Regions from separate parts of the Oryctolagus cuniculus genome. Here region 2 is linked to region 1. Evidence: chromatin contacts called from public Hi-C data. All regions are on one chromosome and are shown on one strand. The core of a region is the stretch at or near the end of the contact, and the rest is flanking DNA. Distances in the headings are between cores, read along the strand shown. Region 1 has its middle 69 kb from the start of THBS1. Region 2 holds the start of THBS1 (thrombospondin 1).

The links. Hi-C and Micro-C count contacts between places; a contact is called where the count stands out from the background.
Region 2: a contact with region 1 is called in a Hi-C map of embryonic fibroblasts, with 4 times the contacts expected there. The contact joins the promoter of THBS1 here to the enhancer-like site in region 1. A contact is called at or near these places in 2 of 6 Hi-C or Micro-C datasets (embryonic fibroblasts and skin fibroblasts).

The regions. Positions count from the first base shown.
Region 1 is chr12:62,575,168-62,579,920 of mOryCun1.1, forward strand. No RefSeq gene overlaps it. Among named protein-coding and RNA genes, the nearest start is that of THBS1, 69 kb to the right of the region's middle. Within about 2 kb of position 2,939, at least 2 of the 8 cell types and tissues checked have an H3K27ac peak or open chromatin away from gene starts, as enhancers often do.
Region 2 is chr12:62,643,604-62,648,356 of mOryCun1.1, forward strand. It overlaps THBS1 (thrombospondin 1), which reads left to right and starts at 2,535. Exons shown (of 22, transcript XM_002717799.5): 1 at 2,535-2,700; 2 at 3,192-3,287; 3 at 3,573-4,132. The coding sequence starts at 3,221.

The sequences.
Region 1 (4,753 bases), core at 1,689-4,188:
TTCTGAACATTCTTTTGGAAATTTGAACTGTACAATAATACATTGAAACATTTTAAAATTGACAATAATTGAATATCTCTATGGGGTACAGTGTGATGTTTTGATACACTTATATGTACCAAAGGAGACTTAAGTTATGCATATATTAGATTTTAAAGTCCTGTTTAGGAGCTGGTGCTGTGGTGTAGCAGGTTAAGTCACTGTCTACAACACCAGCATACCATATGGATGCCAGTTCAAGTCCCACTCTCTGCTATGGCCTGGGAAAGCAGTGGAAGATGGCACAATTCCTTGGGCCCCTGCACCCATGTGAGAGACCTTAATGAAGCTCCTGGCTCCAGGCTTCAGCCTGGCCCAGCCCTGGTCTTTTTGGCCACTTGGGAAATGAACCAGCAAATGGAAGACTTCTCTCTCTCTGCCTCTGCCTCTCCCTCTCTGTAACTCTGCCTTTCAAATAAACAATGTCATTAAAAAAAAAAAAAGTCCTGTTTAAAATCTGTTTATTTATTTGAAAGGCAGAGAAACAGAGAGAAGGAGGGAGGGGGGGGGAGGGAGAAAAAGAGAATAGGTTGATTATTTTTGTGTTTTCTGTCCAAAGATGGCTGCTTGCTAAATGGATTTGAATGTGTTTCTCTTTGCGTCTGGTTTTATTAGTGCACATTAATTATCCTACAGATCCAGATTAACCAATTGGGAGAAACATGCCCTAGACTATCTGTTCCTTGATTAGTTACTGCTTATAACAAACTAATTTAAAAATAACAACTTCAGAGCTAACCCAGTGGGAGTATTCAGAGCTTTTGACCTTTTTGATGAATGGCTCAATAGATCTGTGTAGACCACTTGGACACGAAGAGTTTGGGCTTGGCCAGTGTGGACCACACCCAAGAGGGTGTGGGAAGGAGATATGAGGATGCTTCAGGGCTCCCTGGTCTCTCTCCCATCCAGGCTACCAAGTCAACTCACTTGCTATGCTAAGGACTGCTTCTCCTCCATTGCCACAAGTCGCAGCAATGATTGGGCATGGAGCCCATATGCACTGGCTCTTAACTGCAGTGCCTCTGCGGACCTTGGGATAGAGGGCGACTCCTCTACAGCAGCTGCAGGAAGTGCTGAGTGACATCACCTCCCCAGAAGCCAAAAAGCTTCCACAAGGTCAGGCCTAGAGCAGCCATCTTTGGACAGAAAACACACAAATAATCTACCTCTTTCCGCCCTAGAGAATGAGCTCACAGCTCCAGGGAGCTCAACTCTGTGTGTGTGCCAGGTGATGTCAGGGTTAGTATCCTGGCACTTTAGCACTCTGCAGGTGCTTCATTCATGGGACACCACGCATCCATACCAGATGGTGGTGTGGGAGACAGACACTCAGCTCTAGACCTTCCCTCACTTTAAGTTATAAGACCTTTGGGGGAGAGACTCACCCATTTTCTTGGACTGGGTTTTATGTAAGTCAGGCCAACCATAATGGATAGATACTGGGGTGGGATAGGAATGGAGAAGAGCTCCTCTAGAGATTTTTCTACAAGTAAAAATTCCTGGCAAGAGCCTCTCACTTCTATCATCAACTGTTAAGAACTGGGTCATGGAAAATCCTGTGTTAATGGTCACTCATGGGGATGGAGTAAGAAAGCTAAAGGAAGACTGATGTGCTCACTGCAAGGTGAGAAGAGCAGGAGAGAAACCTGTGCAATGAGTTAGACAACTTGATACCCAACAAGGGTTCCCCTATGACCCACACTGCTTTTACTAAGCCAAGAGACAAAGAGAGTTCAAAATCACTCTACATTTTAGTTTTATGAAAAATGAGCTCTTTGTTGTTGCCATCCAGTTGTGCATGCTGTTAGCCTGATTGTATCCTGCTTTCTCATCACAGTTAGGAAATAGGCGTGAATATCAGTATGTTTCTTTGGCTCCCTCAAAAAAATAGAAGATTCTTCTCTGATACCCATGTTTCAATTCCCTGTAATTTCTTCATTTGAATCTTTTTTTTAAGATTTATTTACTTTTTACTTGAGAGTCAGAGTTACACAGAGAGAGGAGAGGCAGAGAGAGAGAGAGAGAGAGAGAGAGAGAGAGAGTTTTTCCATCCGATGGTTCACTCCTCAATTGGCCGCAACGGCCGGAACTGCGCCAATCCAAAGCCAGGAGCCAGGAGCTTCTTCCGGGTCTCCCACATGTATGCAAGGGCCCAAGGACTTGGGCCATCTTCTACTAATTTCCCAGGCCATAGCAGAGAGCCAGATTGGAAGTGGAGCAGCCAGGACTAGAACCAGCACCCATATGGGATGCCAGCGCTTCAGGCCAGGGCGTTAACCCGCTGTGCCATAGCACTGGTCCCCCCATTTGAATCTTTCAAGGGTCAAGCCCTTTCTGAGTCAAGAGGTGTCTGTTTATCTGCCTGATGACAGAGGGGGTGTCATTGATATTCACCTGGGTGCCAAAAAAAAGATGAACACTTACATAGAAGATGTCTCTTTGAACTCTGAATTCCAGTTCCTAAGCTAACACCTGAAGCTGACCAAGGTGACTCTCCAAGGAAAGAATGGCGACAACAAAGACAAGAGAGAGAAACAGAAAGAAATCAAAAGAGAAAATGGAAATAGGAAATAGGAAAAATGATGGAAGAGGAGGGATGAAAGGAATGAGGGAGGAAGGAAGTGAGGGAAGGAGGTAAAAATGCACAGAAGGAAACAGGCTAGTCAGAAGCGCGCAACATTTTATAAAGGAGCTTTGGAAATAATGACACATTCTTCTGAAAATAAGAGAATGATAAAGGCTGCTCTCTCCCTGACTTGGATGCTGGTCCAGTCGGTCTCAGGGCTGTAGAGAATTGGACAGCATCCAGACTCCAGCCTGTGGTCCCAATGGTCTATGAGTCACAGGCTGTACCATGAGAGTTGCCGCTCCAAGGCATCCCTGGAGGTTCAGCTGTGGGCGTGCAGACCATTCCGACTGCTGGTCAGCAATGTCCCTTCAGGAAGTTGGCTCAGTCCAAGGCCAGTCTCTTCAGGATTTGAGGAACAGTCCTCAGAAGTGGAGAAGAACCAGGGATTTGAATCTTGACTCTAAAACCAATATGGCAGCAAGTTTATCTTTCTCCTTGAGGCTTAGCATGTCCTTCAGGAATCTACGGAGGGTAGTGACCTGTTATGGTCACTACCTGGGGGACACAGTCTCTTCATGGCACAAAAATGCCTGTGCTAGGACAGAGAAAAATGCCTGGACTTGAACAACAGAGGTATCCCTACCTGCTGCCAAAAGCCGGCTGATGGCAGAACTGGGAAGGGCCATGGATAAGAACCTGAATACCTTATTCTCAGCCTGCCCAGGGTCAGCACTGTCACCAACTGCCAGGACTGATCCCCACAGCCCAGCACCAGCTCATCCATGATGTAGTAGGCCTAGGCAAGTTCAGCTCCATGATCTTCCCTTGTGAAGGCTCCAGGCTTCCCCTACTCTCTTCTCATCACCAAGCCAAGCAAAACAGCTCCATTCCCAGGGTATCATCCAGCTGCAGGCTTGACAGCTCACTCGAGGCATGGACTTTGGAGTCAGATGGCAGAGGTTCCAATCCTAGCTCTGCAACCCTTGGGAAAGTAATTCAACCTCTCTGGGACTCACCCTCCCAGTGTTTGAAGTAGTGATAATCATAACAGGCTGCTGTCATCCATCTGAGAGCAGAGGCTGTTTTATCCACCAGTGTTTAGCCTACAGAAAGCAATGAGTAAATATTTATTGAATACATGCAAAGCACTTCCCAAGCCTGCAGTAAGTGGACAGTGTTATCTTCTTTATTTTCTGCCTCCCTCAATGCTGCCCACAGAAGAGCTTATTTTGGCCGTTATATCAGTCAGGATCCTGGAGGGAAACAGATGGTGTGTTCCAATTGAGGAGATCTTCATGAAGGAGTCATGTGCAGGGATGATTAAGAGAACACCCAGGGAGGGGATGGCAAGGCATCCCGGAAGTAGCCATAGTAGAAAGTGCCGACTCCCATAGATTTGAAGGATTAAGGGGAGGAGCTGCTACCAGACCCTGAGAGAGCCACAAGTGAGGAAAACAGCTCTGGAGAGTCTAAATCTTCAGTGAAGGAGTAGCATCAGGAGGGAGACAGGGGGATTAAAACCCACCCTTCTCCTCCCACCCTCTAATCTCTTCCTGGTGCCTCCCAGTGCTAAATCTAAGGTCCATTGATAAGGCCCATGCACATCAGTTTGCTTAGAAAGGTGGCTGGATTTGGTGGAGCCAATGGAGAAAGGCAAGGAACACTCAGCCACTAACTCTCCATAGGATTAACGACCATAGCCATCCTTCCTAATCTACACAGGTTCTGCCACAGAGTTACACTACAAAAGGCAAGATCTTCTCAAAAGAAAAAACAAATTGAGGTCAACAGGAGAGTATGAAATCTGAACTCCTGGGCCCAGCTGTTCCATGGAGTTGGCTCAACAGTTGAATCAGGTCCTGGCTGCCCTTCCTCATACTGTAACTTTCTGCATGTAAAATACAACAGTGAGTAGGCTAGCGCCGCGGCTCACTAGGCTAATCCTCCACCTTGCGGCGCCCACACACCGGGTTCTAGTCCCATTCGGGGCGCCGGATTCTGTCCCGGTAGCTCCTCTTCCAGGCCAGCTCTCTGCTGTGGCCCAGGAGTGCAGTGGAGGATGGCCCAAGTGCTTGGGCCCTGCACCCCATGGGAGACCAGGAGAAGCACCTGGCTCCTGCCTTCGGATCAGCGCGGTGCGCCGGC
Region 2 (4,753 bases), core at 1,285-3,784, 68 kb after region 1:
GCCCAGACTGGCTATTCTTTCCTTTATGAAGCCACCAGACTACACCTCGGAGTTCTTCAGAAGAAGGTACAATGACGTAATGAAATCAGAAACGATGCTCACTCCTGGATGTCCACCGCGAACAGCATCTGGGGCTGTGGCAAAAGGGCTCTCTCGTGCCATGGGGGTCACAGAACGAGATCCCCTGGCTGAAAGGTTCATGACTCCAGTCCCTGGCGGTGTACTGGCCTGAACTCCCTGTCCCTCAGGGGACGCACATGCGAGGGTCACTGCGTCCCCCCAGGAAAGGCAATAAGGCCCCTCTTCTGCTGTTCCTCCTCTTCTCCAAGCTTCCCAGAGGTAGGTGAGGTGTCCCCGGCACCACGTGGCCCACGCTGACCAGGAAGAACGTGGTAGAGTTCCCAAGAGCTGCCAGGACACCCACTCCTCTGCCACCTGCACTTGCCTGCAGAATGACCGAGTGACGGGGTCCTGGGGAGGACCCCGTGTTGAACCTAAACAGCACCTAGGCTGCCATTAGCGTTCTCTGACGAAACACTGACAAGAAGGTTCCTCCGGGCCTCATCCAGGGGACCTTCCTCTCTACGAAGCAAACACAGCAAGCTCCAAGACAACCCAGACGCATTTCTGTGATCCCCAGCCAGGGCAGCAAGCGCTTGGGGCTACTTCACCTGTGGGGCTAAGCCGAGGGGCGAGGGTCTTTGGGTACAAGAAGGCTGTGCCCTGGTTTTGTGGGGGATCTGTCTAAAATATCAACCTGGGCCACAGGAGCCCAGTGCCATCAGCTGGCCAGTCCTCCAAAAAGTGCTGGTTCCTAAGTGCCCAGTACCAGGAAGAATTAGTCACAAGTAGAGAGAGAGAGAGAAAAAAAAAGCCTCTTGCAAAGAGCAAACTGGCTGCCGGGGAAGGAGAGGGAGAGGAAAGTGGGAGGACACGCATGGCTGCTGCTCCCTTCAGATCTGTGCGCATGACTCACTACCTGCGACTTCCAGGACCGGAATCCGATCTGACTCATCAGCCAATAGAAACTTTGACTCCTGCCTCGAGACATCGAAATGCAGCAAACAAACAGGCATCTTAGGAACATGTGTATCTCCTAGAGGCGCTTGATGGACACACAGGCACACCTTGTCACACAAGGAAAGTGACGCCGCTGTCAGATGCGCGGAACCCGTGCGTGTTTCCAGCAGTGGGAGTCCTGCCAGGTGTCACTGCTAAGAAAGGAGGTGGGGGGAGGGAAGGTCCCCTCTGCGTGTGGCACGAGACCCTTATTTGGTGAAGCTTCTACCTGTGCCCTGGTCCTTGGGCCAGCCTGATAACGCGGGACCACGGCAGGGGCAGCAGTGGCTGCTGACGTCCCATCCCAGGCAGATGAATGGAATTCCAGGCCGCTGCAGTCATGCTGGCTTGGGACAGTGGCTTGGAGACCAGACGTCAATGACAGAAGCATCAGGCTGCAGGGCCCATGGCAATGTGCGTACCCACAGAAATGTAACCCACGCCTTGGTTTCAGGAGCCGAAAAATGAAAGGAACGCTTAGGGAGGAAAAAGGGAAATAAAATAATAGGCAGCGAGTAATTTATTACTCTCCGGGTCTGTTCTGTAAATAGTTTAAGACCCTGGAGCCAGATGGCTCTGCAAACTCTCCAACCAGGAGTCACGTTAAGAAGCACGAGTGGGCACGAAGACTGTTTTTCAAGACACAAACTTTAGTTTTGGCTTGAGGGAGCCGGACAGGAGTCCATTCGCTTAAAACTCCCCTACTGGCAAGCAGCACTCGGCGTGGGTCCCCTCGATAGCAATACGCATACCGCCCCCAAGCGGCAAGCCGTGGGAGCGCGGCAGCCACCGCCGAAGCGACCGTCGCGGGGACTCGGCAAGTGCGAGCTGCGCACAGCGCCCTGCAGGCCCGGCGCGACTCCGCACGCTCAGCCTGGAGAGGTCAGGCGCGGGGCAGGCGTGCGCGCCAGTCCAGGTGCGTCGGCACGGGGGACGCCTGCCGCCCCACCCCGGCAGGATGATGGGCTGGGGTCGGCCTGCACCCCAGGGGCCACTTCTCCCGGACAGCTGGTTCTCCCGAGGGGTCCCCTGTGTCCCCATCAGGCCCACCATTTTTGCAAAGCCGTCTCAAAGCGTCCACCTCTGAGCCACAGCCCTGGGCGGGGTATTCAAGGGTACGAGCTTGCCCGAGAGCCCTCCCATGGGTCTGCGGTGGTCGCTAAGCCCCATCGCTGCCCGGGACGCTCGCGCCAAACGCCTCGGGCCGCGTGGCCCAGGAGCCCGAGCTCCGAGGCTGCGCGCGCCAAGGCTGCCTGGGCGGGCGCCTGTTATTTCTGAGAAGTTGCGACGCTCCTGCGCCGGCAGCCGCTCCCCCCTCAGCTTCCTAGCTGGAAAGCTGCGCGCCGGGCGGCTGGGGGCGGGGAGCGCGACCCAGACTGGCCCCCCTCCCGCTTCCTGCCCGGTCGCCGCCCATTGGCCAGAGGAATCCCCAGGAATGCGAGCGCCCCCTTTAAAAGCGCGCCGCTTCGCCTCGCCAGCCACTGCACCCGAGCCAGCCGGCCACTTCGGGTTTCCAGCGAGCGAGCGATCCTCCTGCTCAGCCTGCGAGTCCGACCGCGGTCCCCCGGGCTAACCGGTTACCCCGGCGCCTCTCCTGCGTCTTCGCCGCCGCTCCCGGCCGCTGAGCCCACGTCTACACAGGTAAGCGCCCCGGGCGGTCGCCAGGAGCCCGCACCGCCCTGGCCATCCATCTCGAGCTCCCAGGTTCTCCTCTCTTTCGTTGCCCCCATTCTGTCCCTCCCAGCCGCCGGCGGGACTCTTCAGCTAGGAATTCACAAACTAACTCATCAGAGCGCCCCAGGATTCCTCCAAGTCCTACCTAAACCTTGCTAACTGTCCTCTAGGGAGGAGGCTACTTCGTCATGCCCTCCCTCCTCCCCCTAGCTGCATCTCCTGGCCCTGCTGTTCACTCTCAACTTCCCAAGAAACAACCCCCCACCCCCGCTGGTGGTCCGGGTGCCCCTGGCTTCACCTCCCTCCAACTCTCATTTTTTGCATGATGCCCTCTGGAAAACCAGTCCCGCGGTGTCTCCAGCGAATGTGAGGCCCAGGAGGGCTGCGGGGCTCTGGCCCCCTACTAGCCCCCAGTCTTCGCTGTCTCTGACCCTGTGCTCTTGCGCTTCTTGCTGCAGGCTCCCTGCTGGGCACAGACAGCTCCACCATGGGGCTGGCCTGGGGACTCAGTGTCCTGTTCCTGCTGCAGGTGTGTGGCAGCAACCACATTCCAGGTGAGTCTGTGCGACACCTCAGGGCAGGTGGAAGGAGAAGGCACTGGCTCTCCCTCCCAGCCGTCTCTCCCCTGAGCCCCAGCTGAGTATCAAGATGCAGCCTTGCTCTGATCGCGGTGTCCAGTCAGCTCTTTCAGTGGCTGCCCGTGCCTGTGGGCCGGCTGCCAGGGCTCAGCTCCCTCCCCCAGCCCCAGCCCCAGCCCCAGCCCCAGCCCCAGCCCCAGCCCCAGCCCCAGCCCCAGCCCTAGCCTAGAAAACTCACTGTTGTCCTTTCCTGTCCGGCAGAATCTGGGGGAGACAACAGCGTGTTTGACATCTTTGAACTCACCGGGGCTGCCCGCAAGGGCTCTGGGCGCCGGCTCGTGAAGGGTCCTGACCCTTCCAGCCCTGCTTACCGCATCGAAGATGCCAACCTGATCCCCCCGGTGCCTGACGACAAGTTCCAGGACCTAGTGGATGCTGTGCGCGCAGAGAAAGGTTTCCTCTTCCTGGCCTCCCTGAGGCAGATGAAGAAGACCCGGGGCACGCTGCTGGCTTTGGAGCGGAAAGACCACTCTGGCCAGGTCTTCAGCGTGGTCTCCAACGGCAAGGCGGGCACCCTGGACCTGAGCCTGACCGTGCAGGGGAAGCAGCATGTGGTGTCGGTGGAGGAAGCTCTGCTGGCGACCGGCCACTGGAAGAGCATCACCCTGTTTGTGCAGGAAGACAGGGCCCAGCTGTACATCGACTGCGAGAAGATGGAGAATGCTGAGCTGGACGTCCCCATCCAGAGCATCTTCACCAGGGACCTGGCCAACGTGGCCAGGCTCCGCATCGCCAAGGGAGGCGTTAATGACAACTTCCAGGTGAGGCCGCTTCTCTGCGCCCTGGTCCTGGGGCCGTCTGCTAGCCTGCTGACCTGTCGGGAGACCAAAGCCGCAGTTCCCATTCTAGAAGCATCACCTTCCCCGGAGGGCTGCTGTACCCCACTCCCAGAGTCCCCAGTTCAGTGCACTGGAATGGGTCTGAGAAGTTGCATTTCTAACAAGTGCCAGATAATGCTGAGGCTGAGATGGTAGTCGAGGAGCCACGGGTCAAAAACTCCCCAGGGAAGCCCATGATTTTGCTGTGACAGCCTGTTCAAGCCACAGGCACTCCTTAGGCTCTCAAGAAGACTAACCTCGAATGTGTCCCACCACTTTTAATACTGCTTCACGAGGGGCTTGCACGGCAGAATCAATAATCGCTTTGCTCTTGGATTCTTTGTAGGGGTTTGAGCCGGTCTCAGTCGAGAGGTTAAAATTGTGGTTATTTGCTGCTGCAGCTTCTTCCTGGCCTTAGCCCCTATGTTTGTGACTCTGGCTTTGAACTCCCACATTTAACTCTTTGACACTGGATAGTGTCATTGTATCCTCCAGGCTTTGTATCAGATTCCATTTCCTGTGTACCCAAGTAGGCAGATAACTGAATTCCTTGTCAAATACTGA